Regions from separate parts of the Mus musculus genome. Here all the other regions are linked to region 2. Evidence: chromatin contacts called from public ChIA-PET and HiChIP or PLAC-seq data. All regions are on one chromosome and are shown on one strand. Each heading gives the region's core, a stretch centred on a gene start, on an enhancer-like site or on the middle of the called end of the contact. The rest is flanking DNA. Distances are from core to core; before and after follow the strand shown.

Region 1 (4,044 bases), core at 497-2,996, 430 kb before region 2:
AATCTGCATTGAAGGTCCTTGTCCCCAATAGCTGGGCGTGGGGTGGGACACTGAGCGCTGTGCAGGTAGATGCAGAGAGGAACGAATAGAATTCCAATGACTCGGGGTAGAAGGGTGGGACGCAGGCGCAGGAGATGAAGCCTCTCTGCCCTGTGAGAACGGTGGGTGGCTCCTGGCCACTTCCCTGTTTGGGCCTGGGGTATCAGTGGAAGGTTTAGGAGTACCCACCCAGCCTTTGAGGTATCCAAAGCATTTAAAGTTAGCTAGTGTGTGTGTGTGTGTGTGTGTGTGTGTGTGTGTGTGTGTGTGTGTGTGTGTGTGTTTTCCATTTGCAAATCCAGATAGCCCCTGAGTGGATGCATGCATGCCACCCACCAGGAGCACAAACCGGTGTAGCATAAAACTCACCACTACAAGGTTATATGTTTGTATGTACATATGTGTAACATGCTTAGGGATGCTAGAGATTGAAGTCAGGTGTCCTCCTCACTCACTCTCCACCTCATTCACCTTATTGTTTGAGGCAGGGTTTCTTGCTGAACCACAGCTTCTTGACTAGAAAGGAATGGAAGGGAGGGCCTTTTGCCCATCTGAAGGACCTGCTTCTCCAAGTTCTCTGAGTTGACTTCATAATTTGTTCCGCCTTTGCTCGCCTGCCACTCTCCTGTACATGCACGCACAGAATCGCATACGCACACACGCATGCACACACACATGCACACGTGTGCACATACATAGCAAAACACCAGTTTGTCTAGACTAGTTGGCTAGCAAGCTCCAGAGATCAGTGTCCACATATAGTCACCACTGGATTGCATCACACATGGCTACAGCTGGATGAGAAGTTGATGCAGGGGTCCAAAGCTGGGTCTCTATGCTTGAGGCATTTCCCCAGCCAACCCTTTTGCTTTTTAAAAATGTCTTCCCTAGTATGTTGTTCACATAATAATCTTATTTTCTTGTAAATATATAACCCCATATCCTTGTAGAAAATCCAGAAAAAAAAAAAGTATAATCCCACCATGTTTTTCAAAGTCAAGACTACTTAAAAAAAAAAAAAAACTTATACATTGCAATCTTATTTTTCCAGTTAGTCATCTGTTGTATGTCTGTGAATTGTCCATCAACAGAATATTTTTAAAAAACATGCAGGGTTCACGTGAGTATATGTGCTGTCCTTGGATGCCTGACTAATATCTTCAGTTGCTTTTATGTATGCACATGGTTCCCTGGGGTAATGTTCTAGGAGTACATTGCTAGTACAAAACAACAAAAAAGTAACATTTATAAAGCACTTGTTAGGCCAAACTGTGTCCTTTATCAAGACTCTCCAATAATCCAATCCCCTAAGAATTACAGGCCATACTAAATAGTGTTACCATCTTATATTTGGGCTCAAAGAGTTGCTGACTCGTTAAAGCCCTAACTATTGTATGTGACAGGCCTCTTATACACTAATGCTAGGGCTATAGCGTTCATATTCCAGCTTGTTCTCCAGTACAGCGGCTGAACTGCTTCACACACCCATACCCTGTCATTTAATGCAGTGTAATATGTAGTCATTGTGTTCTTGTTCTATTTTTCCTGATGCTGTCTTCCAGGGCTATTGCCATATGCTTCTCTGGCTTGGGTTTCATTCACACCAAGTGTGTGTGCGCGAGTGTGTGTGTGTTTTACCCTGTGTATACCACAGCTTCCTCAGAGCATCTGCAGCCTTCCTCCTTCTCATCAAGACTTTCCGTTTCCTGTTCTTCCCACTTCTTGTTCACCCATCTGTTCAAGCAAGACTGGGCGCCTTTCCTGTCTCTAGCTGCTATTCTTGGCTGGTTCCTGCTGCTGCTGTCAGTGTTGGCTCCCATGTCTGCTTATCTTGTGATCTGAGGACACTCTTAGAAGCTGAGCAGAGCCCACCCCAGGACCCTTCTCGCCCTGTTTTGCTGCAAAACTGACAGTCACTCTTGTCCATAAGTGACCCTCAAACATGGTCTCCATTAGGGACAGTGGGAACAGCAGACTATGTGTCAGACCCTAGCATCTCACACATTACTGGAAGGAAGAATGTGAGAGAGGGGTTTCTGCCCATCTGAAGATCCTGCTCCTCTCAGTTCTCTGACTTGACTTCATTACTGGTTTTTCCTTTGCTCACCTGCCACTCTCCTGTACATGCACACAGACACTTGCATACACACACACACAAAACTTTGTTGACTGGATCCTTGTTTCCTGGAACATGCTTTTCTATCATTGCTTCTGATTCCTCCTCCTTCAGTACCTTCAGAATTCTAGAAAACATGCTCTCATTTCCATGCATCCTCCTGCATCTTCTCCAGAGCTTCCTACTCCTTTCTTGGCTTTAAGAACGTACAGACTGTATCTTCCTCTAAACTCATAGAGGCCAGGAGCCCACATCTCAACTGTTATTGTATTTTCTGCATGGCTTAACACAATGTAAATGAATGTATTTATTAATCAAGTTGATAAGGAAGTAAATAATAAATCATAAAACCTTATACTATTTAAAAAATATCAAAAAGGTACTGAAGGTATATAACTAACACCTGAAAGATGTATTTTATAAACAACCAAATTGCATAATATTCAGCCAACTTAATGCCCCTGTAGAAATGCCTTTCTTCTTTTAAATAAGGTCTCACCATGTAGTGCAGGCTGATCTTCAACTGCCAGCAATCTTCCTGCCTCACCCTTACAAGCAGTGGATTTGAAATGTACTACAATGATAAACCATTTCTAAACATTTTAGAAAGGAAATAGTTTAGTGAACCACTAGAAGTTAGTATCTCCATTACAGTTGGTAAATGTGCATTAAATCTTTGCTAGGAAAGCGTAGAACATGAATGTGAGTCCATCTAGGGAAGACATGGGCGAGCAGCCAAGGGATCTGGTTCTTGGTTGGCTGCCTAACCTGGAGCATATACTCCCAGAGAATATGGCTGACAGGAATATCTGTCAGTAAATGAGAGGATCTGCCACACAGGTTTGTTGTGAAGAGTAAATGGATCCATACATGAAAAGCTCATTGTGAGGGTCTATATACGCTCAGCCCATGGAGTGGCACTGTTAGCAGGTGTTCTCCGTGGTGGAGTAGGTGTGGTGTCACTGTGGGCGTGGACTTTAAGACCCTGATCTTAGCTGCTGGAAGCCAGTATTCTGCTAGCAGCCTTCAGATGAAGATGTAGAACTCTCAGCTCCTCCTGCACCATGCCTGCCTGGATGCTGCCACACTCCCACCTTGATGATAATGGACTGAACCTCTGAACCTGCAAGCCAGCCCTAATTAACTGTTGTCCTTGTAAGAGTTGCCTTTTTATCTGTTCACAGCAGTAAAACCCTAAGACACTCATTGTCCAGTTTATTTAATATCACTCTCCAAAAAGTTAGATGCTAGCTTTTTTTCTTTTCTAGTAAAGTATCCCCTGCCCTCTAACTCTTACCTATAAGGCTTCCAAATACAGTTTGCTGTGGTCTGTAGGTAGCCCAGCCTCGGGTGTCCAGTTCTTGCCTTATATATGGATTTGCTCTTCTAAACGTAGGACAATGCTGGATTCTGATGTCCCTTATTGATCTTTTGCCACATGAAGTTTAGAAACCAGAAACTACTATTTTCTGACAGTGAATCATAAATTTCTGTTCTTTAAGCCAGTTTCATTGTTTTAACTTAATTATGTTTTTAAAAACCGAAAAACTATATGACTTGACTTATTGAGTGTATGTCCTGGCAGGAATCTCCATGCATACTCATCTCCTTCTTCCATCATTTCTGGCAGACAGAGGTGTAAAGAAGAATTAAAGAACTTGTCAAAGTTATTCAACTAGAAAATGGGAAAAATGGGTTTTGAACCCAGGAATGTCTACTCCAGAATTCCATCATGACCCCACCACATTCCTTCCTATTACAGATAGTAGACGATGCAAGCAAGAGTAAACACAGTGAGCGGTTCCTTTCAGGACCATTAAGTGGTTGTTTTCATATGACCTCAGGGTGATTGGGCAAGCATTTCTTTTTTATTCAGAAGGCCAGTGTAA
Region 2 (4,323 bases), core at 164-2,663:
TTCCTGTCTAGCCTTTAAAATTTTTAATTATGTATTTTAAAATCTCCATTTTATATTTTTAATTTCAATGTTTATTTAAATTCTTTGAGAATTTTATATATGAGTACATTGTATTTACATCATTTCCCCCACTCCCTCTCCCCCTCCAACTCCTTTCAAGTCCCCAGTAACACCCTTCTCAAACTCATGTCCTTTTCTCTAAGCGTCTATGTACACAGGGGTGCGCCTGTGTCTACACACTCACACACACAACCTGCACATACAACCCGCTGACTCCAGTTTGTGCTTTCCATACATACTGGGCTGCCCACTTAGCATGCTAAACCCAGCCCCTTCTTCATTGCATGACTTAAGCTAGACTACTAAGCTTTCTGGTGATTTTTTTTCACCAAACTGCACAATTTCCCCACTTCTTTCTGCCTCATTTGTTGCAACTTTTCATTATAGGGCTGTATGAGAGTAACTGGTTATAAGCATTCCACAGACTCAACATCACACTGCCTGAGATCTCCTCTGCCAATAAAATCAGCCTATCACATTTTCATTTACCCTCAGCCGCGTTCTTGGGACATGGGCAGAAGGTAGCCAGAGTCTTTACCAGCCTACTTGTTGGTAGAATCCTTGTATCCCTCTGAACCCTCTAGAGCTGGACTCTCTCTCTGACCTCATTACTGTCTTCCAGGCTCCTACCAGAACACCCACAAAGCTCTGCTTATAACATTCAACATTTTTTTTTTTTTACTCCAAAGTTCCAGAATCTTCTACATCCCTCCAAAACACAGAAATCATGTTCCCTGCCGCGCTGGTATCAGTTTCTAGGTTACTTTTCTGTCGCTGTGATAAGATGGTACGGACAAAAGCAAGGCAAGGAAAAACGAGCTGATCTGGCTTGAGGCTCCAGAGTCCGTAATGTCGGGTAAGGCATGGCGTGCTAACAGAAGCAGGAAGCTGGCTGGTGACACTGTCATCCACACACAGGAAACAGACCGCAAGCACATCCTGGCCCTGGGTGGAAATATGCTCCTGTGCACGGCCCTGCCATTGTGTGGATAAGGCTCCCTTTTGCCGTTAACTCCTACCGTCTTTTCAGGCCATAAAAATTATCAGTCCCATCTAGTCTTTAATGACTGCCTTGCAAACAAGGAGCAGCTTTCCCAAGATCCTAAAGTGTGTGAGTATGGGTGGGGCTGGGGGGTGGACAGGCGCAGCCCAGATGGCTCTGCTGGGCATCTGTGCAATACTACCACCAGGGTACACTGAGCCTGAAGAGATGGGGCAGGATTGGGCTCCAATTAAAGTAGCTGGTTGAAGGTCAGGGCAGAAAATGTGATCTTCAGCCTGACAACAAAGAGATGCCATAAAAGGATCATCGAGGCACCTGGCTCACCCATTATCAAGTTACAGCCCCCACTCATGAGAGTTCAGCGGCTCCCATTGGCTGTGTGGTAAACTCTGTAAGTCTTCAGCTCCCATCCCAACATCCTCTCCCCAACTTGTTTGGTTTTTTTGGTTTTGGTTTTGGTTTTTTTTGGTTTTTTTTTTTTTTTTGCTCTTGCAAGCTCCTGTTTCCTTTCATGTTATCTGAGCTCAAGCTAAAGAATCTATCTATTCACTAGTCAATCTGCAGAGTGACTGATAGGAGACTTAAAAGAGCCAGCCTCTGCCTGGGTGGGGGAAGTGGGGGAAGTGCTCTGCTCTGTGGATGCCCTTGGGCCCTCATGAGTCAGACTGAGGGTAGAATCTACCATTTCTCAAAGTTCTTTGGCTTCTCCCTTGCTATGTTTTCCTATGAGCTATTCTTAAAAGTTATATTCCTTCAGTAAGTCACTTTCACAAAAAACAACAACAAAACAAAAATATTTTTTTTCTTTTTCAGGCTCTGTGTCTAGAGACCCTGATCAACATCATCTGAGACCCTTCCAACTCCTGCATCAAGATGTGTTTGGATAGTTACTGACTACCAGCAATGTACCATAAACACGTGTGTTCTTTCTATGCATAGTATGATTTCATCTCTGTAACAGTCCTGAGCTGTGGGAGCTACTAGTGCTCCCATTTTGCTGAGAGGGCACTTGAGGCTTAGAGTTAAAGATCACTGTCAAGGCTTGAACTGAGCCCTTTATTCTTTCTACCTCACCCAACTGATTCACCAGACTTATCTCTACGATCATTTGCAAATGTCTGTGGAACAATGGAATGAGGCCCAGTTCTGCCTCACTAATGCTCTTTACAGGGATCAGAGTTGGCTGTTGCTTTGTCCTAATTCAAAAAAGTCAATGAGAGTCAGAGCTGTGGTTCTTCAGACCTTTCAGTACCTTCATCAAAAAAAAAAAAAAAAAAAAAACAAATAATTACAACCTCCATACAGCATACATATACCTGAATGAGAAAGCAGCTACATTTGGTCACACAAGGTCATAATCATCTTTTATAAGTGACACAATAAATGAGTAAGCAAATGTCAAAAAAGGAAGTAGAGCAAAGAGAGACAGACTTCAGTTCTCACAGCTAATATTGCCAAGCCGTGGTTCCATATGATGAATAATTGTGATGATTACTATAGCAGTGACAGTGGCTACCACTGATTTTGAGTCCTTACTGTGTTCCCAGCACTGTGCTAAGCAAGGACTTAGAAAGTTCCCTTTCTCCCTCTCTGTCTCTCTCTGTCTGTCTCTCTGTCTCTCTCTCTCACTCTTCCTTGCTCTCTGAGACAGGATCTCATTACATAGCCCTGGCTGGCTGGCCTGGAACTCGTGACGGAGACTCCCTCTGCCCCTGCTCCTGTCTCTGTCCCTGCCCCTGCCTCTGTCCCTGTCCCTGCCCCTGCCTCGAGTGTTAGTAGTAAATGTATACTTCACCACATGCCGCCAAGTGCCGTGGCGTTTTTTACAGTGACCCTATGAGGTGGGACTGGTTGTGTTTACATTCTACAGATGATGCAGCCGAAAGCTTCAGACAGCACAAGAAACTTTCATGAGACCACCTGGCACAGTGAAGTTGTGTGGCAAGTTGTGTGGAAGGGAAGCAGTAGGCTTTGAAAGCCCAGGGAGGGGGAGGTAGCAGTTACTACCGGCCAGAATGGTCAGGATGGGGGAGGGGGATTTAGAAAACAATCACAATGACAGAAAAATCTAAGCCATGCCTTGAGGGATGAGTGAAGAATCCTGTAGTAAAGCAAGAGAAGATGGACTGAAATTTTTATTTCAATCACAGAGAACTTCCTGGATAGCATGGTAGGTATAAGGAGACATTCAGCATTTTCAGGGATGCTACAGGCTTCAAAAGGTGGGGGCAGCCAGGAAACAGACTGAGGAAGCCCTCCTCCAGCAGTCTCCCCTTCTATTCTATCCTGGGCCTGGCGACTGGGATGCTGACACAGACCCGAGAGGGGTCATCCCTGCCTTAGTTATTTCTTTCTAGAAACATCTCCAGAGCTCCCCTAGGAGTATTCTTTACAGATCTTCTAGACATCTCTCAATCTGATTGAGTTGACAGTCAGGATTAACCATGGCAAATAAGATCTGGTAGCCTCAGTGCCCGACTATTCCTGGAGCCGTTCCGTGATACAGTCTTGGCACCCAGAGAACCAATGCCTATCAGTAGCAGAACAACCCCTCAGGTGTTCTGTTAAGTCAACAGCATCACCTCACCTCACCTCACCTCACCCGGACTCACATTACTTAGTCCACTTTGGCTTGCTCATCCGAAATTTATTCCAGAGTACAGACATTTACTGATAAAATGCCGTAGAGGGAAACTAAACAGTGTGGTCCTTGGTCCTCCCTGATCATAACTTGGAGAGACAAAAACCACATAGGCCCTTTCTTAGGGGAAAACTCAGCCTGGGTAGGAATGCATGCCCAGAGGAGCAAGGGAAAAAAATGTTCAAGGATAGAGTGCCTCTGTACAAATAAAAATTAAAAAACGACAACCTAGCTCAGATTCTGGAATCAAAATCATATTGTTTACGTAGAAAGCTGTAAAGCCTTTTGCAGTCTTGAGCTTACATGAAAGTCCCAATATTTACATTGGAAATTCTCATAGAAACAGCCCAAGCGAGACTGCGGAGCTGACTAAATGGTTCATGGGCAGTTAAGAGTACTTGCTCTTGCAGAGGACCTGAATTAGTTCATTCCCATTTGTAACTCCAGCCCCAGGGGTTCTGACACCACACTCTCTTCTGGCCTAAACATACATAGCTGCCGACAAACAGTCATACGTATAAAATAAATCTTTAAGAACAAAATAAAAGTATTCTACACACTCAGTTTATGTGTTATCTGAAGCAAGCCACTATTAGTATTGCTAAATAAACCATTTTGT
Region 3 (4,392 bases), core at 1,496-3,995, 300 kb before region 2:
AGACCAGAACCATCTCTTCAAATGATGTTTTAATGTAACACCAAGAAAATGCACATTTAAAATATTATAGAAATAAGCAAATTACTTAATTTATTACTATAAAAGAAATAATTTTTTTTTGGTGAAAAGCACTAGTGCACTCTCACATCAGAGTACAGACCAAAGCAGATGTGTATGAGATAGTCTCAAGAGCAGAGCCAAGTGAGTAAGTTCCCTTAAGTTGTTCTGCCTTCACTGTGAATGTACACTGATATGTCAATAGAATGCTAGGCCAGAGAAAAGGGTTGATTTTATAAGCACTATTTACAAAACTGCAAGTAAATTAGTTTCATCAATCTCTCTCTGTTCATCACAGAGGTATAAGGCTTGGCATAGCACTCAGACATCCACTGCCAGGTGGAATAACCAGCCATATAGGCATGGACATTATTTATTTAGTATAAAATACTTTTATACAGTCACTGCTAATGGATTTTTTTTTTATTAGTGACTTGTTTACTAGTAGCTCCTAAATTTTTAACACTAATGCATTAGGAAAGTCTCGGAAATAACAAGTATGCTCAACTCTAATATAGGCTTAAAACTGTCTGTACCCAGCTCCAGGAGGATCCAATAATTCTGGATTCTCTGGCACCTATAACTCATTCACAATTCAATGCACACACACACACACACACACACACACACACACACACACACATACACACACACACACAATTTAAAGATAAACTTGCACAACCACACAACACACATACATATGACATAGCCTCTTTTTCGTTTTTTTTTTTAATTCCCTGGAGACAGGACTCTATGTAGCCCTTGCTATTTTGGAACCAACGGTAAACACCAGGTTGGCCTTAAACTTTTGAGATCTGTTTGGCCCTGCCTCCTGAGTGCTAGATTAAAGGTGTTTGTCACCATACCCAGCTCCTAACATGGCTGGTAATACCTGGACATAATAAAAGTTATAGGGAACTGGGGCATGAACAGATAATTGCTGTGGGGAATGTTTGCAATGGAACTCCATTCATCTTGCTATCCACATTGAGAAGCCAGGGAATTAGCTATCTTTAAAAAGCCTACATCATCAGCAAGAGTTGTGGTCATTAACCTTTTTCAAGACCACTATGATAATATGATTTTAAATAACAAATTGTTTCCAGGCTAACTTGACTGGCTTCTTCATAACACTTCACCTCTACTTCCAGAGTCTTCACAACGAAATTATAGAAAATATAAGGGGAAACCTAAAATAAAACTTTCAGAAGAGCCTAAAGAGTTCCAAGAGCCATTTCAAACAAAAAAACAAAATATACCAGGGGTGCTACTACAAATAGGTTTCTTGGAAGTATAAGAGGTAGGGTAGAATTTAAACAGTGAAAAATATCCTTTGTCTCAATCCATATTAATGGAAAGCAGAGCTCATGGGTGGAAAGGAGAAAAGCAACAGCCTGGATGAAGTGTGGAAATCTACACGGTAGAACTTAGGGTTCATCATAAACTCTTGATCACTTAGTCAGGAAGAGCTGTGATCACTGTAGGCAGGATGTCCTATGATCACTGTAGGCAGGATGTCCTATGATCACTGCAGTTAGGATGTCCTATGATCACTGTAGGCAGGATGTCCTATGATCACTGTAGGCAGGATGTCCTATGATCACTGCAGTTAGGATGTCCTATGATCACTGTAGGCAGGATGTCCTATGATCACTGTAGGCAGGATGTCCTATGATCACTGCAGTTAGGATGTCCTATGATCACTGTAAGCAGGATGTCCTATGATCACTGTAGGCAGGATGTGCCCTGATCACTGCAGTCAGGATGTCCTATGATCACTGTAGGCAGGATGTCCTATGATCACTGTAGGCAGGATGTCCTATGATCACTGCAGTTAGGATGTCCTATGATCACTGCAGTTAGGATGTCCTATGATCACTGCAGTTAGGATGTCCTATGATCACTGTAGGCAGGATGTCCTATGATCACTGTAGGCAGGATGTCCTATGATCACTGTAGGCAGGATGTCCTATGATCACTGTAGGCAGGATGTCCTATGATCACTGTAGGCAGGATGTCCTATGATCACTGTAGGCAGGATGTCCTATGATCACTGTAGGCAGGATGTCCTATGATCACTGTAGGCAGGATGTCCTATGATCACTGCAGTTAGGATGTCCTATGATCACTGTAGGCAGGATGTCCTATGATCACTGTAGGCAGGATGTGCCCTGATCACTGCAGTCAGGATGTCCTATGATCACTGTAGGCAGGATGTCCTATGATCACTATAGGCAGGATGTCCTATGATCACTGCAGTTAGGATGTCCTATGATCACTGCAGTTAGGATGTCCTATGATCACTGCAGTTAGGATGTCCTATGATCACTGCAGTCAGGATGTCCTATGATCACTGTAGGCAGGATGTCCTATGATCACTGTAGGCAGGATGTCCTATGATCACTGTAGGCAGGATGTCCTATGATCACTGCAGTTAGGATGTCCTATGATCACTGTAGGCAGGATGTCCTATGATCACTGTAGGCAGGATGTCCTATGATCACTGCAGTTAGGATGTCCTATGATCACTGTATGCAGGATGTCCTATGATCACTATAGGCAGGATGTCCTATGATCACTGCAGTTAGGATGTCCTATGATCACTGTAGGCAGGATGTCCTATGATCACTGTAGGCAGAATGTGCCCTGATCACTGTAAGCAGGATGTCCTATGATCACTGTAGGCAGGATGTCCTATGATCACTGCAGTTAGGATGTCCTATGATCACTGTAAGCAGGATGTGCCCTGATCACTGAAGGCAGGTTGTGTTGTGATCAAAGTAAACTTTCACAATCACAGATAATCATCAGGGAAGGAGGCAATGAGAGCAATGAGGAAGTCTTGTGAGGATCTCCATCACTAGCTAGAAATTAGGCAAAGCTTAGCTCTGAAATTTGGAAAATTTAAATATTCTCTGCCAATACTGTGGCTACAATTTGTTTGAATTTGTGAAGAAGGAACTTTAAAAGATAAATGGGCCTCCAGGAACCACTGAGAAAGAGGGAGCTCAAAGACTGTAAGAGCCAGAGGTGACAGATAGTTATCAGTAAGCAGTGCTTTCCAGGTACACTCGAGCAGATGAACATATAAATGCACAGTGGTTATGATAGCATGAACAAAATGTGTGCATGCTCAGGCTGGGAAGAAAATCTCAGCATTAGACGGCAAAGCACGAAGCTGGGACTACCTACCTGAGGGGTTATTGCCTGCAATAGCTTTACAAGAGCAAGAGTCAGTTTTCTTTATGGGTCTCCTAGGAGGTTGACATACTCTCCATTGCTGTCCCCATACCCAAGAGTACTTGAGTAAAATAGGAGAGAGGAGGGGGCAGGGGAGGAAGACAAGGGGGGAAGGAAGGAGGGAGGGAGAGGGACTGGGCGACTGGGCATGGATCTGGGGAAGAGTTGGGGTGAACATAATAAAAATATATTATTTGAAATTCTCAAATAATTAATAAAAAATACTAGTTAAAAGATAAATGAGCCTCATGGTAATGCTTCAACTAGAGTCACCAAGTTAACAAGTACAAAGCAAAACCAAATTCTAAACACAGGAGTGGCCAGAAAGAGCAAGGGTATCACGCAATGTTCACTTATGGTGACGTGAGAGTCTCTGGACAGAAGCTGAGTTCATCATCCTGAGAGCTCTGCACTGACATCTGGTAATGCTGGTAATTGTGGAGAATGCAACTGCAATATCAACAGTTCTGTAATAACGCTGCATATGCAGCCCTGGAAATATCACTACATTATATAAAAATGCACAATTAAAAATACAGGGCTTTATAAGGAAAGTGAGGTTAAGGGCACAACACTGAAAAACCTAAAACCACACAAATCAACTAAATACCAACAGATGACAGCAGCACAACAGACCTTGAAAAAGCCCTGAAGCAGAAGTGGGCACTGAAGGCTACAGCTTGTGCCGTGAGCTGCTGTGAGGTACTGCAAGAAGGGCACCTGAAATCTCACAGACCAGTCAGATCACAGTAACACACATGGATGCCTAGAGGTTCAAACAGACTCACGGAACCCAGGGAACTGGCAGGGACTTAACACTCAGTTCACCCGGGAACCGTTTTCTGGTTCACCTAGTGTTACTTACAGACAAAACTGCACATAAGGAAGTGTGAAATTTTAAGTTATTTGCAAAATGTTCTTAAACGTATCAATTGGGAACAAATTTGCATTTTCAAATCAAGTACAATCCCAGCACTCAGTACAGAGGGAGAATACTTCTAAAGATTTTTTTTTCTTGCTTGCTTTAATGAAGTGCAATTTTAATCCATTTTCTGTCATATTCAACCTAAGCTTAGTGGTGGTATCACACAAGCC

What was found. ChIA-PET counts read pairs in DNA pulled down with a chosen protein or histone mark. HiChIP or PLAC-seq counts read pairs in DNA pulled down with a chosen protein or histone mark.
Region 1: a contact with region 2 is called in an H3K4me3 HiChIP or PLAC-seq map of bone marrow-derived macrophages, with 5 times the contacts expected there. The contact joins two enhancer-like sites. A contact is called at or near these places in 1 of 484 Hi-C or Micro-C datasets (bone marrow-derived macrophages), 7 of 115 datasets of contacts at active chromatin or transcription factors (acute myeloid leukemia, bone marrow-derived macrophages, differentiating embryonic stem cells and 3 more) and 1 of 9 other capture datasets (embryonic stem cells).
Region 3: an RNA polymerase II ChIA-PET map of memory CD8 T cells shows a contact between it and region 2, with 11 read pairs. The contact joins two enhancer-like sites. A contact is called at or near these places in 1 of 15 datasets of contacts at CTCF or cohesin (large pre-B cells), 3 of 484 Hi-C or Micro-C datasets (bone marrow-derived macrophages, liver and neurons), 4 of 115 datasets of contacts at active chromatin or transcription factors (bone marrow-derived macrophages, double positive thymocytes and memory CD8 T cells) and 1 of 9 other capture datasets (embryonic stem cells).

Annotation. Positions count from the first base shown.
Region 1 is chr17:50,761,318-50,765,361 of GRCm38.p6, reverse strand. All of the region lies in intron 18 of Tbc1d5 (TBC1 domain family, member 5), which reads left to right. Among named protein-coding and RNA genes, the nearest start is that of Gm41598, 28 kb to the left of the region's middle. Within about 2 kb of position 1,746, at least 73 of the 459 cell types and tissues checked have an H3K27ac peak or open chromatin away from gene starts, as enhancers often do. A contact at or near this core is called in bone marrow-derived macrophages and regulatory T cells, where this site is marked.
Region 2 is chr17:50,328,606-50,332,928 of GRCm38.p6, reverse strand. No RefSeq gene overlaps it. Among named protein-coding and RNA genes, the nearest start is that of Dazl, 37 kb to the right of the region's middle. Within about 2 kb of position 1,413, at least 83 of the 459 cell types and tissues checked have an H3K27ac peak or open chromatin away from gene starts, as enhancers often do. A contact at or near this core is called in bone marrow-derived macrophages, memory CD8 T cells and regulatory T cells, where this site is marked.
Region 3 is chr17:50,629,609-50,634,000 of GRCm38.p6, reverse strand. The region is part of intron 3 of Plcl2 (phospholipase C-like 2); the gene reads right to left. Among named protein-coding and RNA genes, the nearest start is that of Plcl2, 120 kb to the right of the region's middle. Within about 2 kb of position 2,745, at least 18 of the 459 cell types and tissues checked have an H3K27ac peak or open chromatin away from gene starts, as enhancers often do. A contact at or near this core is called in memory CD8 T cells, where this site is marked.